3 separate regions of the Zea mays genome follow, and regions 2 and 3 are each linked to region 1. A link is a contact called in public Hi-C data. All regions are on one chromosome and are shown on one strand. The core of a region is the stretch at or near the end of the contact, and the rest is flanking DNA. Distances in the headings are between cores, read along the strand shown.

What was found. A called contact is a pair of places that touch in the nucleus more often than the background predicts.
Region 2: a contact with region 1 is called in a Hi-C map of tassel, with 2.4 times the contacts expected there. The contact joins the promoter of LOC103644229 here to the promoter of LOC100286088 in region 1. A contact is called at or near these places in 4 of 25 Hi-C or Micro-C datasets (ear, endosperm, leaf and 1 more).
Region 3: a contact with region 1 is called in a Hi-C map of endosperm, with 2.8 times the contacts expected there. The contact joins the promoter of LOC100275038 here to the promoter of LOC100286088 in region 1. A contact is called at or near these places in 4 of 25 Hi-C or Micro-C datasets (endosperm, leaf and root tip).

What each region holds. Positions count from the first base shown.
Region 1 is chr1:298,117,644-298,122,084 of Zm-B73-REFERENCE-NAM-5.0, reverse strand. It overlaps LOC100286088 (transcription regulator), which reads right to left and starts at 2,490. Exons shown (of 1, transcript NM_001158976.3): 1 at 1,385-2,490. The coding sequence starts at 2,310. The coding sequence ends at 1,543.
Region 2 is chr1:298,363,268-298,367,708 of Zm-B73-REFERENCE-NAM-5.0, reverse strand. LOC103644229 (hepatoma-derived growth factor-related protein 2) reads left to right here and starts at 2,666. Exons shown (of 12, transcript XM_020547017.3): 1 at 2,666-3,550; 2 at 3,651-3,705; 3 at 3,788-3,911; 4 at 3,997-4,120; 5 at 4,199-4,270; 6 at 4,350-4,409. The coding sequence starts at 2,879.
Region 3 is chr1:297,985,953-297,990,393 of Zm-B73-REFERENCE-NAM-5.0, reverse strand. LOC100275038 (probable tRNA (guanine(26)-N(2))-dimethyltransferase 1) reads left to right here and starts at 1,812. Exons shown (of 13, transcript XM_008667422.3): 1 at 1,812-2,154; 2 at 2,303-2,437; 3 at 3,847-4,119. The coding sequence starts at 2,333. It also overlaps the pseudogene LOC103645705.

The DNA of each region.
Region 1 (4,441 bases), core at 1,241-3,740:
TGATATCAAGAATCAAAGGACAAGTGATTAGAAAGCTTAGTAGCACTACCTTGCAAAATATAACCTCGGTAAAGATCCTCCTAGCTTGAAGAACAGAAAACATGTCAAGCTTAACAATGGTGGTGGTGGGGGCCTCCCTTTCATTAGAGCATATGCATTTCCTGCCTACAAGAGGAATCTCTTTAAGTTCAACCTCATTAAATAATCTTCTAAATCTACCTAGCATAGCTTTGTTTATGCTAGTGTTATTTTTGTCTTCAGAGCTATAGATCCAATTGAAGTCACCAGCCACAAACCAAGGAACATAACTAGTAGTATTGACCTGCCTTAATTCACTCAAAAAAATCTTGCTTCCAATTATCTTGGTGAGGCTCATAAACACTAGTAAACCACAAAAGCTTCATTGAACATATTTTACTTGGACAGAAAAAGAATAATTATGAACCTTTTTATTAAGATCAATAATTTTGCTCTCTGCTTTCTATATTAATTAGTTTAAGTGGGAGCTTTGATCTTCATATAAAAATTCAAAATAGAAGACAATATTTAAATAACTCAGGTTTCTAGAACACAAACCATATAAGTATGGAAGAGCTCTTAAGGTATATTGTGGCAATATGACAACATGTCGATGGTCAGTAACTTTTCTTAAGTCAAGTTGGTTGGCACAAATATACAACTGTAAGAGCATCTCCAAAAGACTCTTTATTTTTTTACTCTCTATTTGACTCTTTATTTGTCACTCTATAAAGATTAAACTCTATATATAACATCTCATTCCAACAAACTCTCCAACATGTAAGTTAGCTTGGCAAGCGAGATTTGCTAGCCAAATTTGGCTAGCGAGGGAGTCAATTTAGAGAGCCGGATAGATTGTCAAGTTAAATGGCTAGCCTGTTGGAGAGATATTTTACTATTAAGTAGCTAAAAAAATTTAGTTTGACAAGCTATTTAGCTAGTCTCTTTGAGATGCTCTAACCAGTTCCTTTTGCAAAGGTGTATGCCAAGTAACTAAAACTATTACAATACGATGCCATCTAAGATGCACTGTCGTAAACAGACATGGTATTTAATTTAATGTTCCCCATTGTTACAAATAGAGCAAGTAGCCTGTTAGAAACCAATTAATTAGGACTGGTTTTGGTGTTATGTTTCAAAGGGGACATTTGAGCGACAAAATTTTGATATGCAACAATACAGGGAGAAGGGGGCCAACGGAGTGCGGAGATGCTGACTTTTGATCCGGAGTACTCTTCCGTTCCAGATTATTATATATTTCACTTTTTTTTTTGGAACCGAGGGAGTACTTTCTTAAGTAAAAGTAGACTTTCAGGCACATGGACCTGATTTTCCAATCAAAGAATGAATGAACAGGTGTATCTTACAGATAAGCATCCTCCACCAATTGTCATCCGAAATTGGCTTTTAGCATATCATCAGTCTGCATCATCTGGCTCGGATGTATTTGGAAAGATTAAGAAGCTACATATGGTTCGTACACCCGTACATGGTATGGTACTGTGGTTAGAATGAGGTGGCAGCCTATGTGTCTTTCTTTGACTTGGAAGGGGCTTGCTTCCATTCCCTGACGAGCTCCTTCCAGAGGTTCCAAATCCACAGGTTGCTGACGGCAATGGCGGTGCCGACAACGAGGATCCAGGAGATCCGCACCCACCACGGGATGACGTCGACGGCCTGGCCGGACAGGTAGAAGGCGGCCATCTTGAGGAGGAAGAGCGGGCCGGCGACGCCCCTGACGAGCGTGTAGAGCGCGTAGAAGGGCGGCGAGAGGGCACCGTAGACGCGCGCGGCGGCGGGGGACTGGTCCCGCCAGATCCCCGCGAGCGTCCAGACGTTCTGCAGCAGGCTGGTGACCTCGGCGAGGAGGAGGAGGACGAGGAGCGCGTATGCGCCGTGCCGGACGAGGTAGCGGCAGGTGAGGAAGACGAAGAGCGTGGCCAGGTGGTGCGCGATGAAGAGCACGTCCCCGGGCAGGAAGGCGAGGTAGTGGAGCAGGTCCATGGTGAAGTAGGCGACGCTGTAGTCGAGGACGTGGTCCTGGAGGCGCGCGTTGGGCGCGGCGAAGGACCGGGACCCCGCGGGCAGCGCGAGGATGGCCCCCGCGGCGGCCAGCGCCGCGGGGGTGCCGTGGAAGAGCGAGATCAGGCAGCTGGCGCCGTCCAGCCGCTGCCGCGGCGCCCACCGCCGGAACACGAGGAGCTGGCCCACGCAGTAGATGGCGGCGTACATGGCGAGGAACAACGGGAACAGCCACCGCTCCTCGGCGGCCAAGGACGCCAGCAAATCCATGGCCGGGCCGGGAAGCCGCCGGATCAGTGCTGGATCGAGGAGAATCGGTCGCGCTGGGACGAGGGACTGGAGGTGGAGGGTAGGGTCTGGGGCGGGGCGGGGCGGCGGCGGCGGCGTTGAGAGAGATGGACGGCTTTGCCTCTGCGCTGCGATTGCGGCTCGTTTTGATTTGTTGCGGTTGGGGAAGGGGAGGAGGCGAGGCGACAAATATAAAACAGGTGACAGAACGAGATTGAAACGAGGAAGAGGGGATTTTATTTGTTTGTTTCGTGTGATTTGAGGCTGCTCCGTCTTCTGATTGTGACACTCGTTTTTTAAGGGTTGCGTTGCGTGTTTATTTCCTTTGGGTGTGCTGCTGCTGCTGCTAAGTGCTAATACTTGTGGTTCAAGTTGGACACCCACTAGAGCCCATCTAAAAAGATACTACTAGTACCTCCGTTCGAACAAAAAAAATACAATTCATTTTATATATGGTCATCAAACTATCTAATCAAATTTACTAGGAAAATACATCCATGCATTACAACGTTGTAAAACATAAAATATTTAAACGTAGATTTATTATAACTTTAATCTGATTAAATATCGAGCTCTATGACTTAAAAAATACAAATTCTTATACCTGATTAAAATCGATAAGGAGTTAACTACGGATGTGCCAATGATTGATCTATCCTCTTACGATTATAAGAGCAAACCTCTTTTAATTTTTTACATGGTAGCTTTTATCAAATGTTGCAAAGATACATTTGTTTAAAATGAATTAGACACTAAAATGTTCACAATTTGATTAGTTGGACTATTACTAATCTAGAAATCACTATTATAAAGCGTGAGTTTCCTAGTATGTCGTCCCCTCTCATGCTACGCGCATAGCAAGCATTCCTTTTGTGTCAACGAAATATTATATTAAAAAAATGCATATGTTGGGATTTAAACCATGATCTCTAGTATGAGAGCCCACGTTCCCACGGCTGCAACTCATGTTGTTTTATGTTGAAAATATTTGTTTCCTAAACTCGACAGTTCAAAAAAATGTTTTACCGTGTTCTGCTTTCAACGACGAGCTGACGTTCACTATGTACAGTTCTGTGTAACATAGTCAAAGGTGTCTAACATAAATTCTTTATCATTGAGTTATATTGTTGATGTTACTAACTATACCAGGTGGTTTGTTCTCCTAGTCGAGAATTTCATTCCTGATCACAAATTCTATTGTTCTATTAGTTAATATGTACTACATCCATCCTAATTTATAATTCGTTTGAATTTTTTTACCAATTGTGACCCACTTGTCTTATTTAATTTTTTTCAGAAAATTAAAAAAAAGTGAAAGCATATTTAAAATATTTTATATGCTAAATAATATCACAGTAAAAATTAATAATAAAAACAATGCCCCTGTTAATGCCAGCCAGCCTGGCTAGTTAGCTATGTTTCGTACATTCTTTGCATTTTCTATGTTCTGTGGACTCTGGTAACTCGTAACTGACCGGTAAGACAATACTTCAATTCATATTTCAACGTCATTGCTATATACTCTCTCTGTCCCAATTTATAATTCGTTTAACTTTTTTGTGATAAGTTTGACCGGCTTGTTTTATTCAATTTTCTTGCAAAAAAAACTGAAAAATTCTAAATCAGACTTAAAATATATTATATGGTAGACGATATCACCGTAAAAATTAACAATAACTATGATTTTTTTAATAAAACAAGTCAGTTAAACTTAGAGTAAAAAGTCAAACAAATTAAAAATTGGAACGGAGGAAGTATACGTTAAGGTGTTATTTTTTTCTTGCTATTGCAGAAAGTTAATAGAAGATGGAGAATGGAAGTATTGCATCATTTTTCTCTCGAAAACATGAAGAGATCTTATGTAAGTTCTTATTGTATTTATGTAAGATCTTGTCTACTTCGAATTTCATCATGTTATGCAAAATGCAATCTAATTCGAGGAATGTATTATAAGACATTTTTGTTATTTTTTATTCATGTATCGAATCGATAGAAATTATATATGTGTGGTAAATAAGTTATACACGGTGTTATATAAAAAAAATATTGTCATCGACTATCCTATTTTCAAATCATAGTTCCGCCACTGCGTCTTGGTATGGATACGGGCGCA
Region 2 (4,441 bases), core at 1,417-3,916, 250 kb before region 1:
GCGTGAGAGAGGTGGGAATCCCGCGGCCTTCATGTTCGTCCCGCGCCCAGGTCGGGTGCGCTTGCAGTAGGGGGTTACAAGCGTCCACGCGGGAGAGGGAGCGAGTGGCTTCAAGCGAGCGCCTGTCTCGTCCTCGTCCCCACGCGGCCAACCCTCTCTAAGAGGGCCCTGGTCCTTCCTTTTATAGGCGTAAGGAGAGGATCCAGGTGTACAATGGGGGGTGTAGCAGAGTGCTACGTGTCTAGCGGAGGAGAGCTAGCGCCCTAAGTACACGCCGTTGTGGCAGCCGGAGAGATTTTGGCATCCAGCTGGTGTGATGTCGTGGCCATCGGAGGAGCGATGGAGCCTGGCGGAGGGACAGCTGTCGGAGCGGTTGAGTCCTTGCTGACGTCCTCTTGCTTTCGTAAGGGGGCTGAGAGCCGCCGTCGTCACAGAGTGTGCGGGGCGTCATCATTGCCTATCTGGCGGAGCGAGCCAGATGGGACGCCGGTCTTGTTCCCTGCGGCCCGAGTCAGCTCGGGGTAGGGTGATGATTAGAGATGGCAATGGGTACCCGAAACCCGAAAACCGATGGGTTTTACCCCATTAGGGTATGGGTTTGGGTCAATTTTCATACCCATAAGTTTGTTAATGGGCATAAATCTATACCCGACGGGCTTATGGGTACGGGTTTGTTCCTATAGTACCCAAACCCGTGAACCCGTGGGTTTTTTAAACTCGACCAAACCTAGTGCATATTATCATTTTATTTTATAAACGAACAACAAACTTGTTATTCCTTATTTACTTCATAATTTTTATCAATTGGTGAATGTATTAGTAGTCAGTGAGAATGTTGCTTGCTTGCTATTATAGTTTTTATTAGCATTATATATGTGGTGGATGGATAACTTAGTGTAAGGTCACTTAATTATACAACTTATTATTTGTATTTCATTCTCTCTACTAATAAATTTTATACCAAATCATGAACTCGTTGTTCATTACATAAATTTTGGATCATGATATTATTAATCATTACGATACTTATTGATTATGAGAAGAACAAGTATATTGGAGATGAAACCCGCGGGTAACTCATGGGTACCCGTAAACCCGATGGGTATGGGTTTGGGCAAAATCTCAAACCCGTCATGGGCATGGGTTTTTTAATGGGCATAGATATTTTTCACGGGTACGGGTCTGGGACGGTAAAACCCAACGGGTTTGTACCCATTGCCATCTCTAGTGATGATGGCACCTCCTGTTGACGTGACTGGTCTGCGCCCTAGGTTGGGCGATGTGGAAGCTCCTCCGAAGCCGAGGTCGAGTCTGTCTTCCGTGGCCGAGGTTGAGTCCGAGCCCCTGGGTCGGGCGAGGCGGAGGCCGCCAGCTGAGGCCAGGGCAGAGTCCGAGCCCTGGGGTCGGGTGGAGCGGAGTTCGCCGTCTTCTGGGGCTGAGCCCAAGTCCGAGCCCTGGGTCGGGCGGAGCGGAGTTCGCCATCTTCCGGGGCTGAGCCCAAGTCCGAGCCCTGGGTCGGGCGGAGCGGAGTTCGCCGTCTTCCGGGAATTAGCCCGAGTCCGAGCCCTGGGTCGGACGGAGCGGAGTTCGCCGTCTTCCGGGGCTTAGCCCGAGTCCGAGCCCTGGGTCGGGCGGAGCGGAGTTCGCCGTCTTCCGGGGCTTAGCCCGAGTCTGAGCCCTGGGTCGGGCGGAGCGGAGCTTCCTATGGTGCCTTCGGCCGGGCCTGACTGCCTGTCAGTCTCACTCTGTCAAGTGGCACCGCAGTCGGAGTGGCGCAGGCGGCGCTGTCCTTCTGTCAGGCTGGTCAGTGGAGCGGCGAAGTGACGGCGGTCACTTCGGCTCTGCCGGCTGGGGGGGCGCGCGTCAGGATAAAGGTGTCAGGCCACCTTTGCATTAAATGCTCCTGCGATTTGGTCGGTCGGTGCGACAATTTGGTCAGGGTTGCTTCTTGGCGAAGACAGGGGCTCGGGCGAGCCGGGAATATGTTCGCCGCTGGAGGGGGGCCTCGGGCGAGACGGAAATCCTCCGGGGTCGGCTGCCCTTGTCCGAGGCTAGGCTCGGGCGAGGCGTGATCGAATCCCTCGAATGGACTGATCCCTGACTTAATCGCGTCCATCAGGCCTTTGCAGTTTTGTGCTGATGGGGGTTACCAGCTGAGAATTAGGAGCCTTGAGGGTACCCCTAATTATGGTCCCCGACACGGCTCTACCTCTATGGATCGCTCAAACAACGAGTCCGAGCCGGCTCGCAAGCCTGTCATATATATATGGGTGGTAATAGATCGTGATCCAAATGGTTCTTCACAAAATAGTAGGGCCATAAACAAATTTTAGTTAAAAAAGAAAGAAATAAGACCCGATCTTAATCTGATTCGATTCTTAAATCTTATAATGTAAAATTTAGAGTCAATTGTCACCTCTAACCATATCATGTAATGATATGTTATGATTATTGATTTATTTTTTATTTTTTTGGATTTAATTATAGATATAGTTTAAAATATTTTTAGGATCTAGTGATATAATTTATGTTTTAAATTTAATTTATTGTTGCGGTTGGCAAACCGGCTCACGAGCCCAATAGGACTAAGCCGCACCAAGCCGACCTCGGCTGATCGGATCCCGCTAAAAACACAAACGCAGCCCGCAGGCCCGCAGTAGGGGAAAGAAGAAGGCCGGAGAAACTAGGAAAACCGAAAAACTCGCGCGAACCTTGCAAAACTCGAACATTCTCCCGCGCCTACGGCTCCCTCCTCCCATCTCAAGTAAAATCTAACCGTCACAGCTTTTCCAATCCACCCATCCTCATTCCCGTTCGCCTCGCCGCTCCCCGACCTCGACTCGCCGAAATCCCGGGAGGAGAGGACGCGGGCGGCGCTATGGACACGGAGCCGTTCGACGAGGCGGAGCTCCTGGCGCTCCCACCGTCCCCCGTCGCGTCCCCGCCTCGTCGCCTCAAGCGTCTCAAGAAATCCTCCTCCCAAGCCACCGCCACCACCGCCACTACCACCAGCCCTCATGTCGGCTCCCCGCCTCCGCCTTTGTCGCCTCCGCCTCCGCCGCTGCTGGCGGAGGCGACGCCGGGCGAGGAAACCCTGGCGTTCCCTTCCCGCGACACCTCCCCACACCCGCCGACGCCGCCAGATGCGGATGCCCCGACTCCGCTACCGCATCCCTCTCCCGCCCCCGTGTCGCCGCCGCTGCAGCCGACCGTCACCCCCGACAACGACAGCGACGAGGAGGACGACGGGCTCGACCCGCTGTTCTCCGGGGCCGCCGGCGTCGCGCAGTGGGACCCGCTGGGCGCGCCGGCCGAAGGGGACGGTGAGGGCGACGACGACGACGACGGACTGGGGGGCGGCGGCCTCATCGAGGAGCTACGGAGGGAACAGAGGTCTGCGAAGAAGCGTCTCGACATGGACGAAGCGGACGGGGAGGTGGCTTCGGGTGCGGGGGCGAGGGCGGAGGCAAAGGGGAAGAGGAGCAAGAGGAAGAGGAAAGAGGAGGCACCGACCATGGAGTCGGCCCGGGAGAAGAAGCGATCTGAGAAGGTAACCGGCCGTTCTCTTTTGCGTTCTGGGTCAGGCCGTTGGTTAGTTCAGTTGCTGGCCGGTTTTGCTGATGTGTGGTGCTGTGGGTTCATGTGTGTAGGAAAGGAGGGCGCAGCTTGATTCGATCCATGCCGAGTCACAGAGGCTGCTGCGGGGTATACATACACGTCATTTGCACATGCGAGTAGAATTTAGATGGTGAGATTTTATCTTTGTTCTCATTTTTGTTCATTGTAGAGACGAGGAAGGCGTCGTTCAAACCAACTGTGCAGCCAGTTCACAAGCCCATCTCATCTGTCCTGGAGAAGATCCGCCTTCGTAAGATGGAGGTTCTGAAGAAGTACAGATTTTTCTCTCTGAGGTTTCCATAATTTGATCCCAATCCACTTCCCACACACAATCAGGAACCTTAAACAACGTTTGCTTTTCTTTACTTTGGATTTCAGATCAAATACTTCTATTGAAGACAGTGATGACAATGATGCTGTTCCGGAGCCAGTGGTTGATTTGGCTGAGCAATTGGATGTGCCTCAGTCTAAAGAAGTGGCACTTGATAAAGACTTGAGGATTGTGAGTTTTCATTAAATCCATTTGTCTTGATTATGTTATGCAGTGTCCAAAGAGTTTAAAGTGGCGTTGTAATTGCAGGATGGCGCTGAAAAGGAGCTTGGAGCAAATGGCCACAGCCTTGATCGGTGTGATAGTGTTCAAGAGGATGAGGTGAGCATTGCTTTCTCTAGATTAATATGCATTGCGGTGTCCATATAATACATTACTGATATAATAATCTGGCTTGCAGGATGGTTTGAGTTGCAAGGAGAAATATCTCTATAACTGTGGTACCAAAGCTTCAGATGAGGTATTGTCCCCTTATCCAATTCTGCTGCCATC
Region 3 (4,441 bases), core at 563-3,062, 130 kb after region 1:
ACATGATTTGGTTAGAATTAAATGGAATTTTACCTTCATGTAAACATCAACATCAGGATCTGGTTTAATGTTGGCTTCTTTCTCCCTTCTTGAAAGCTCAGTAAGCATGTCTGCGTAATTTGAAAACACCATCAGGTTCACTTCACCGAAGGTGAATAATTATCTGTGTTCCTTTCCAATGTCTGTGTTTACATACCATAACGCGTTCCGACTCCTTGACATCTTGCAGAGAAGGCAAGTGTTTCTCGGACCGTCATTTCGCCGACGTGAACATCGTGCTACCCGATGTATGCCGATGTCCTCTGAGGGACAAATTCATCCATGCCATGACCATTGTAAGTCACTCTTCCTGACACCTGAAAATTACCATTGCAAGTTCACCTATTCAGTACAGTTTACAACTATCTCTCTCTCCCAATATATACCCTTTTTGCCTAGAATTCAGAAGTTCACAATCAAGAAATTATCGCAAGATGTGATACCTTCAGATTGGAGTCAAGTTTCCCTGCCAAAGCCAGAAGTAGGCTTGTTTTCCCGGATCCAGGAGGTCCAAGCAGCAAGGACATTCTGAACGAAGTGCCAGTTAGTAAGTACAACTACAGAAAAACTGAAAACCTTGCACTTTAAAATTCTTTGGCTTCTTACCTGCCGGGTCTTATGACCCCACTGATATCGTGAAGAATGGAGACAGACCTCTTCCCGCTAGAGACGATGTGCATAGCATTTAATACATCCTATGATGGGAGCAGCTCACGAGAGTTAGAAGCCGAAGGAATTCCTTCTCCGTGGCTGCCTAGGAAGCATGGAGGGGTGCCCGCTGCTGCAGATGAGATGCATACCATGACTTTGTTGGAGAAGAAGTTGGTCATCGTGGGGACACCTCGGTTGCCGACGTAGGCCTCGGCGTCGATGTTCAGGTTCTCAAAACGCACCTCTATCGTCGGACTATCGATCCCAACCCTGCAGGTCAATTTACAATCGCTTTCTGAATTTCTCTTCACTACACCGGTGACCAAGGATTCAAATAAGAACTGAACTTTTTTTTTCTTTCTTTTACTCACCGCTCCATGCGGTCGCGGAGCTTGAGCAGGAAGCGCTCGTTGTCCTCCTCGGCGATGCGCACGAGGCGCTCGATGTGGTTCTTGCGCTCCTGCATGCCGAGCCCCTGGATGTCCACCTCCTCGACGCCGGCCGCGGCCCCCGTGAGGATGCCCTTGCGCATGCGGTCGTAGGTGGGCAACTTCTCGATGGCCGCCCAGCGCAGCGCCTCCTCGTCGTCCTCCTCCCGCACGGACCGGCCGAACGCGTCGCAGGGATTGGGGAAGGGGATGACTCCGGCGGCGAGCTCCTAGTCTCGGAGGAAGGGCCGCCGCCGCGCCGGAGAGCGTGCTGATGAGATCCTCGGAATGGATTGGAGGTGAACGATCCGCGGGAGAGAGGCGGACTGGAGTGGGGAGGCGGGGCGGCGGCGGTTCACGCGGGGTGGGGGTGGGGGAGGCGGATGACGAACGTGGGCGTGGGCGGGCGGACGGTGTAGATTTACGGAAGCGAGTGGACGATGCAGATTCATCGAAGGCAGAACCAGGGGAGGCAGCCTACCCCTTACAGTCTTAATAGGTAGTATAGCTTTTAGTTAGGCGTGGAATGCACGTGGGAATGGAAATGGAATTTGCGGGGAGGGGGGAATGAGAAAGACACTACACGAAATGAGAATTATGAGGGAAGATGAGGTCAGGCGATAGAGATTTGTTGGAGTGCTCTTTTTTATTTTTTGTTTAAATTAAGGATTGAGATTAGGAGTATTGAAATATGATGGAGATGCTCTAAGAGAAGAATTATAGTAGTAGTCCAAAAAAATGAATAATGATAATTGCTCTCATAATTACAAAAAATATACAAAAATAACATCAAGCCAAACAACCCGGATCCCCACGGGCCACGACCCCACCAGGCCACCACGTATACTTGCCCACGTTCCCCTTCCCCTCGCATCCGTTTCGTCCGTGCGCCGCCGCCAGCATCTTCTCAGCCCAGGCCCCAGACAGAGCAAACCCCCCCTCTAAAATTCGGTTATATTTGGGCTCCCGCCTCCGCCGTCGCCCTACAGTCCTACACCAGGTGCCGAGGCCTTCGCCGGTCAAGAGCGCCCAGCAGGTATTCCCACCCCCTTCTCTTCCCCGTTTGCTGTGCGAAACCGAGTTCACAAACTTCCTCAAGCTATTTGGCTATCCAATGCCCACTGCCCAGCAATTTCTAACTTTTTTGCGAAAATTATTGGCCACCCTTCTTGTCCCTCTACTAGATCCGCCACTGGGTTTTTGGATTTGGAGACATGGCGGAAGTGGATGACAAGCTCAAGGACTACGAGATCAGGAAGGAGGGAGAGGCAGAGATCCTCTTGCACAAGAGGAACGCCGTCTTTTACAATCCCGTGCAGGTTTGTTCGTCTTCCATTTTTCGTGTTTCCTTTTCTTTTCTGTTTCCAAAAATGGGGCGCTGTTCAAATTTTTTTCTTCCTTTTTTTAAAAAAATGGAGGCGCTGTTCTATCGATTCCTTATCTGCATTAAGCTTACAGTCTGCACTCTCGATTTTGCTTGTTGCAATTTACTGTAGTGATCTGTTGACTTCCAGCTGATCAGTCTTTATCGGTGTGGGATTGGGTCTGCAGGCTTCAAGTTTATCTAGTTCTACCATTGGGGGCGCTTTGTGCCTTCTAAAACTATTTTGTTATCACAATTCATTTGTATTTGCTAGTGCTTCGCATAGACTGGTAGCGGTTAAGCTTTCTATTACACAGAGACCAAACAGTGAATTGTGGTTTGCGTATATCTTGCTGTCTGTTGAGTTTCCGTGGAAACCAATCAGTGATCAAGTTACTCACTGCAAGTTTACCTCATTCTACCAGTTCGTGCAGCTAAATGAATTTATCCATTCGACCAATTTGCTTATCATAGTGTGGGAACAGTGTAAGTTTCACATTGCTTAGATATTGGACTGCGGACAGGCTTGCGAGGCGAGGGCTGCCTCATCCGGAGTGCTGTCCCCTGTCCCTGTGCGATCAGCATGAAGAGACAATTGAGCATCTCCTGATATCTTGTGTTTTTGTCAGAAAATTTTGGTTTGAGCTCCTTCGGCTGTTCGGTCTCCATGCCTTTGCTCCACAGCATAACGATTTCCTACAAGAGTGGTGGAGGATTCAGAGTTCAAAGCTGGATGGCCTTTTTCAAAAGGGTTTTAATTCTTTGGTGGTTCTTGGTGCTTGGGTCCTTTGGAAACATAGAAATAGGTGTGTGTTCCAAGAGGGGTATTCAAATCTAAATATAGCTCTAAGTAATGCTAGGGATGAGGTCTTGGTGTGGAGTTTGGCTGGAGCGAAGGGCCTGTCTTTCCTCCAGGGGTTTGACCCAGGAATCCAGGATAGTTAGTTTGTGTGTACGATTGTATTGGGGGGTCTTTCCCCCTTCTTCTCAATATAATGATACACAGCTCTCTTGTGTGTTCTATAAAAAAAACTCCTAACAGTAGATCAAGCTTCTGTGTGTAAATTATGCACCTGACAAAGTCTAATGGTTTCAAATTACAAAATTTATTATGGCTTCATTGAAGAAGATAACAGTTTCAAATTTGTGATGTAACTCCCTGATTTTTTACATAACAGATACATAGCTATGAAACATACTTTTTCTTTATTGAAAATAATTACTGTTTGTTGATAGCCATTTTTGTTATTGCTTTAAAGTTTATGAGTTGAGGGAAAATAACATATGGCTCCAAAGTTAGGGATAATTTCCCAGTTGTACCATCATACATATTTCTGAAAACTTGAAGTTTACTGTTTTGTTTAGGTTCACAACAGAGACATGTCTATTGCTGTTTTAAGGACCTTTATTGCCAAGCGCAAGGAAGAACATGAAGCGCTGGTGGACAAGAGGAACACATCGCATGGAAAAGACAAACTGAGTGAAATATCCTGTCAAAATGGAGAGGATGCGTCAACTGGCCAGCAAGATGAAATGGAACTAAATAAAGCTGAAGTTCAAATTGATGATCTGTCAAAAGAAGCAACAAAACCTCCTTGGAAAGTAACCAGAGAACTTAAGCCACCACTTGTCCTCGAGGTGAGACTTCTCATAATAATATGCAAATTAAGTTTAAAAACGGATCGAATACGAACAAATATATATATGGATATGAATGCAGATAGTTATATGTTTTTATCAGATTCAGATTTGGATACTAATATTATCAGGTGTGTTGAATACAAATACTAATGGATAGTTTGGGTCAAGGGATAGTCAGATTAATAATAAAAGGGAACATATCAGGAACAACCGTTTTTTTAGTGTAACCATGCATCCAAGACCCAATGATGAAAGTGGTAGGACGTTTAAAAATATTCTTTTTTTGAAACAACCCTTCCATCTCCTATGGATATTTTTT